Linked DNA regions of Zea mays: region 1 is linked to region 2. The links are chromatin contacts, called in public Hi-C maps. All regions are on one chromosome and are shown on one strand. The core of a region is the stretch at or near the end of the contact, and the rest is flanking DNA. Distances in the headings are between cores, read along the strand shown.

Region 1 (3,270 bases), core at 699-3,198, 280 kb before region 2:
AGAAGACAAGGATGGCTTTCCTTGTTGGCCTCCAACAGCTCCTAGCTGCCTTGGGGCTATAAAAGGGACCCCTAGGCGCATGGAGGAGTCACCCAAGCTTATAAGAAACATTCTAAGACTCCAAGTCTCCAACTTCACGCATTCGATTCTTTGTGATAGTGACTTGAGCTCCATTTGAGTTGTGAACTCCGTGTGTTGTGTTTTGAGCTCAAGTTGTGACTTGTGTGCGTGATTGTGCTGTGATTTGAGTCTTGTGTGTGTTGCTCTCCCCTCCCTTACTTCTGTGCTTCTTTTGTGATCATCATTGTAAGGGCGAGAGGCTCCAAGTTGTGGAGATTCCTCGCAAACGGGAGAAATACTAAGAAAGGAAAAACTGTGGTATTCAAGTTGATCATCGGATCACTTGAAAGGGGTTGAGTGCAACCCTCGTCCATTGGGACGCCACAACGTGGAAGTAGGCAAGTGTTACTTGGCCGAACCACGGGATAAAATCGCGTGTCTCTTGTGTGCTTTCTCTTTGATTATCTGTGTTCACAAGAACTCGCTTCAAGCTACTTAGCCGTTCTAACTTTCATAACTAAGTTTTGTGGCTATTAGTGTTGAATTTTACAGGATCACCTATTCACCCCCCTCTAGGTGCTCTCAAGGGTATTACGCTCCGGTGGCCTGAACCACTCTAAACCTTTGTGCGTTCTTGTGTTCATCCCGAATCCACCTAGCAGGCAAAACGCTTAGGCCCCTTTCTCATCTTAGGATTTAGGGCGGGTGCGTTCCGCCACCCGGCCGGAGAATTTCCTCTCCGACAATATCCAAGTGTTCAAACCTATCAGTTTTCACCTTATCCAAAATGTTGCCCTTTCTAGCCTCTGTTTGAGCTATTTTGACTTTAACTCCTTCAATTTGCATAATGTGTTGAACTTTAACTCCTACACTCATAGACTTAGCAAACTAGTTAGTCCAATTGTTGTGTTGGATATTAATCACCAAAACAATAGAGACATGATTTAGTTGCCCATTTCTCTTTCAACTGCATAGAATCGTTGCATTCAACTTTGAGACCGCTTTTAGGATACACTTTTCCTTAAGATGATCATATTTTGCCCCTAACAACATCCAACGATTTACCCAAGACTGTATAAAACCCTTCTCGTGGTCCAGGTAATTGGTGGAGTGGACTTTCTAGCCATTTTGTATTTAAAAACCCTTCTCCACCTAATTATGCATAACAAACATTTAATACATAGAGTTTTGTAATTTCCTGATCTAAGCTTAAACTAGAACTAAAAAAATACTGAATATCTAAACAAATTTGATGGATACTCAAACAAAAGTAAAACATTTAGACTAAACCGAATAAAAAAGCAAAGGTTTAGCCTGACCCTAAGCCTAGTTTGGATACTTTAGTATTGAGCTCAATCCACATGTATTGAGGTGGATTGAGGTGTAACTTAAACTAGTTTATACCCTAATCCACCTCGATACACGTGGATTGAGGTTAATGTTAGAGTAACCAAACAAAGCCTAAAGCCTAGTTTGGATACTTTGGGATTGGAGTGTTTCGAAGGGATTGGAGAGGGTGCAAATCCCTAATAGATCAAATACTCTCTCAATACATTTTAATCCACTCCAATCTCATTTATTATTAAGTATATCCAAAGTAGGCCTAAGAAGTTACGGAGTGTAAAACAACAAAAAATTCTATATAGGTCCCTGCCACACCTATAGCTATAGATTTACGAAGACGGGATATAAAATTAAAATCCTAATCATTTTCCTTTATAAAAATAAAAAGGTTATGGGATAGAGATATATAATCATGGGTCTCACTGAGCCCAACGCCAAAGCCCACAGTCAAAACCCCCACATCTCTCCACTCCCCAAGAACAGGCCGAGTCACCCAGACCTAGCCACTCCCCAGCAGGCAAGCAACCTCGCCAAAACCCTACGCCGCTCAACTATGCTCATCCGGCGACCGCTCCAAACCCTCACCCTCCCCCTCCTCCGCCGCCACTTCTCCGCCGCCACCGTCGAGGCCTTTGTGTCCCCCGACCAAGCCACCGACCCGCTCTCCCCGCCGTACGACTACCTCCCGGGCCACCCGCGGCCAGACGCTAAGCACAATGAGGTGATCCTCGCCGTCCCGCGCGCCTCTTCGGGGCGCCACGTAGCCGCCAAGGAGCGCAAGGCCGGGCGGGTCCCCGCCATCGTGTTCGAGCAGGAGAACGGACAGGAGGGCGGCAACAAGCGCCTCATCTCCGTTCGGGCCAATCAGATCCGCAAGCTCGTCGACCACCTCGGCCGGTCCTTCTTCCTCTCCAGGCTGTTCAGTCTCCAGGTCTGGTCAGAACATGCCGGGCAGGGCGAACTCATCGAAAGCGTCCGCGTCCTACCCAGAAAGGTGTGTGACTTTTCTGTTGGATTTAATTGTTTTTTCCACAACAGATTTATAGTAATTGCTAATGTCTATTTGTCTGCGATGATGGCATAGGGGTTACTGCAATTTTTTAAAGCTTGCACAACTCAACTGAGGGACGCACAGGCATTATTGTGTAAGAGTGTGGTTAGTGGAGATAGGTGTTTTGGATGGAAAAAATATTTCTGTTACGGTTGTATAGTTGCTCCATTTCTTGGTGAAAGTTATGAAGACGGTGTTTGCTTGTTGAGAAATATGGAAATCAAGAAGATTTAGTGGTGGCTTTACAGCAGTAAACAAATAAAATTCGAATGGCAAAGCGGTCTAGGACTATATGTTTGGTTCCATAGGACTAAACTTTAGTCCCTTATAGTCTATTTTAGTCCCTAAATATGGGGACTAAAAGGAAATCAATCTGATTTCCTCTCCTCTTTTTAGTCCTATCTTTGGTAATTTTGAGACTAAAAAAGAGGGACTAAAGTTTAGTCTCATGGAACCAAACATGCCCTAAGTAGTTCGCTGACCATCAGTTGTTATGCTGGTTCAGAGGTATCTGAGCAAAAGTTCTGTTACATTAGGGCCCGTTTGGTTTCTTTAGTCCAGGGACTAAAAATATTCAAAACGTATTAAATGAATCGTAAGAGGACCAAAATACCCTTAGCATTCTCCTGCCATTAGTGCAACTGAAATAAAGGAGGGGTGAAAAGTGGAATTTATATGGTTTAGTCCCTTTTAGTCACTCCTTGAGAGACTAGAGACAAACAGTTTAGTCCCTGTTTTAGTTCCACCGTTTGGCAATTTAGGGACTAAATGAGACTAAAATGGAGGGACTAATCTTTAGTCCCTCAAACCAAATG
Region 2 (3,238 bases), core at 384-2,883:
TTCTTGTAGTGATTGATATTCTTTGTGCAATAACAGGAGGAAAAAGCAATTGCAGAGCTTGGTTAACGCCATCATGCATAACTTCCGCATGCAGGGTGTTACCTTTTGAAACTGCATCTTTTTAAGTGCTTTCAAATTAAGTATCTCCTTTTGTCTTATGATCCTGTTGCTCAATGCTAGATTGATGAACCAGGATAGAACAATGACATATTCACATCATAATATAGCAATACCAATCTAAATCCGTTGTTATTTATCTAGAAGCATATACTATTATTGGCATTTGGCAACTTGATTAAAGATAATCCTTTTTGCCCACACTGCAACTCGGTCAATCCTACAGTGTTGTCCTTCTCCCGTGTAAATCAAGGTACCTAACGGAAGGAAACTGGAAATTGGTATTCATGTGTATCCAAACAGGGCAGCACAAACGAAACCAAGCTAAACAAGGTGCAAGATAAAATTTTCTATATGCCATATCAATTAAGTACATTACATTTAAAAGACTTATGCATAACGAAAACACCAAGCCCGGCATTATTAATCCAAGTCCACAATTCCGAAATTGGAAAGAAGGATCTTCAATTGCTGAACAAAATCAGAGCCTGTTGCGTACTCTGTTAGCATCCCTACTGCAAACCCAAACATGGCCCACCTGCAAGGTTTGTAGAAAGCTGATGAATTAGCGCATAGAGATGAGCTTCCTTAACCTACTCAAGAACGTGGTGAATCTTTGCATCTACCCATCGTGTATTTTTTTCAGCATGCCTATTGTGGACCCATATTTAGTTAGAACGAGTAGATTGAGTAGCGTGAAGGGGAGCATAATAGTCTGTGGTAACATCACAAGGTCTTGTTCCAGATGACTTGGAAAAATGTCATTTCCAACTGATTAATCAATCTCAAGCCCAATGTTTGATCGACTCATCGATTGATTGCTATTAAGGACCATGCTGTCTGAAATGCTCAGGCTAGATAAAAAACCTTCAAATAGTAGAAAGTACTACGAAAAATCTCATCACAAACCATACTGGACTACTTGAAAAGGCTTTGTAGTTCATGATTTCGATGCATCTTGCAGGGGGCCAAACCGCGAACGTACCTTCCGTTGGAAATCTCATTCTTGGGCACGAACCCAAAGAATGGGCCCTGGTCGGCCTCGTCCAGCTTCTTCTTCTTGAAGTAGTCTTGCAGGTCCTTGGCCACCTTCCTCTGGTACTCCAGCGTCACAGCCCCAGCCAGCGGCCTCTGCAGCGCTGCCGCGGGGGCTGTGGCCACAGCCGCCTTCGGCTGAGGAGACGGTGGTGTCGACTCCGACGACGTGGGTGGAGCAGCGGGCTTGGGAGGCTGCGACAGGGTGGGAGGAGTGGACAAAGCCGGCGTCTTTGGCGGTGGCGACAGCGGGGGCGCCGCGGGTCTCCGGATGGGGCCCTCCGCCTTGGAGCTCCTGACCACCGCGAAGGATCGGCATGCGCGGTGCGGGGGCGCCACCGAGACGGGCCCCACCTTCACCTTGATGGAAGGGATGGACGGGGCCAGAGACATTGCTGCGGCGCTTGAGCCTCGCAAGCGCTGCCTGGCTCTTGTGTTTCTTGGGAGGGGAGGGAGGGAGGGAGGGAAGGAAGGAACGCGTGGAGAAGGTTTGGACACACACACACACCCCTACGCTCTCGTTGTGGTTGTGGATAGGATTGTGGGGCCAGGAACTTGCTGTCTCCTAACGGTCAGTTTGTGAGGTTTGCAGGGACTCAACATGGGCGCAGCACAATCAGACATTCTGATGGGATTGTCCCTGTCGCATGGGCTGCTTGTAGTACCGCTTTTCTTTTACGGTTACTAGTTACTACTACATCAAAGCAACGATAGCTTGTAAAATTGAGTTTTCCTATACGATTATTCAGCTGGTATTGGTATGTCACACTTTGTCTTAGCAGGTTTTGGATGCTAAGATAGTAGGAACCTAGTGCTTATAGAAGACTTAGAGGGTGTTTGTTTGGGATTATAATCTGTCCAGATTATATAGTTAGTTCAAAATTTGTTAGATTATATAATCTGGTCAGATTATAATCTCACCAAGCAGACCCGGAGCACCGAGTTTTTTTTTAAAAAAAATTGGTTTATAAAAAATGAGATGAATCCAAACATACCATTTTATACTTAAGTTTTTAGAAACTGAATTTCCAGTTTCTAGGAAACCAATAATTTAGAAATCTAGAAGCTGATTTTCCCTAGCTAAAAATCAGTTTTTGCTAGACAAATTATGTACTACCTTTAGTTGGTTTGATGAATATTACGTTGATTCCCATTGCTCCCAGGACATAGGCCGTGATTCCCTTACGCATGATTTGAATGTTTAATTATGATTTGAAAATTTTAAATTAAAAAATATGAGTTCAAGCTATATTTAAAGTTAGCAACAAAAATGAAGGAAATAATTGAATCGATTAATTTTAAAATAAAGTAAGAATAAACTTGTATTTGTGTTTCGAAAAGCTAGAAGTTGTTTTCTAAGAAACTAGATCCTAAACATGCACACTCAGTTTTTTATATAAATAAACTAGAGATACTAGGAATAGAAACTAGTTTCTTAGAAATTGTGGTGCTTCCAAACAAGCCCTTATTATTCTTTTAGGTCTTGAATTTGGCATCCGCGAACTAATTTAAGCAATTGTAGGTTAAAAAACATCCCTCTTTATTTTCAGTTAGACTATATATAAATACAAGAAGATAAGAGGCGACATTAAATATATTCTTGAGGTTACTGAGAAGAGCTCAAAATGAGTCCAACTTGAAAATCAAGAAGATAAGGAGCGACAACGGAACGGAGTTCAAGAACACTCAAATACAAGGATTCTTAAGGAGGAGAGAATCAAGCATGAGTTTTCTTCTCCTTATACATCACAACAGAATGGTGTAATGGAAAGGAAGAATAGAACTCTAATCGATATGGCGAGGACCATGCTTAAAGAGTACAAGACATCAGATCAGTTTGGGCGGAAGCTATCAACACAGCTTGTCATGCCATCAACAGGTTCTATCTTCTTCGACTCCTCAAGAAGACACCATATGAACTTCTTACCGGTAACAAACCTAATTTATCATATTTTAGAGTCTTTGAGAGCAAATGTTATATTTTGGTAAAAAGGTATAAATTCTAAATTTCCTCCTGAAGTTGTAGAAGGTTTTTACTCGGTTATGATTCAAACACAAAGGTATATAGAGTCTTCAACAAATCATC

Evidence for each region. Hi-C and Micro-C count contacts between places; a contact is called where the count stands out from the background.
Region 1: a contact with region 2 is called in a Hi-C map of ear, with 2.1 times the contacts expected there. The contact joins the promoter of LOC100274018 here to the promoter of LOC100285714 in region 2. A contact is called at or near these places in 2 of 25 Hi-C or Micro-C datasets (ear and leaf).

Annotation. Positions count from the first base shown.
Region 1 is chr8:144,504,965-144,508,234 of Zm-B73-REFERENCE-NAM-5.0, reverse strand. It overlaps LOC100274018 (Ribosomal protein L25/Gln-tRNA synthetase anti-codon-binding domain), which reads left to right and starts at 1,948. Exons shown (of 3, transcript NM_001148403.1): 1 at 1,948-2,398. The coding sequence starts at 1,958.
Region 2 is chr8:144,222,733-144,225,970 of Zm-B73-REFERENCE-NAM-5.0, reverse strand. It overlaps LOC100285714, which reads right to left and starts at 1,633. Exons shown (of 2, transcript NM_001158605.2): 1 at 1,103-1,633; 2 at 475-655. The coding sequence starts at 1,545. The coding sequence ends at 541.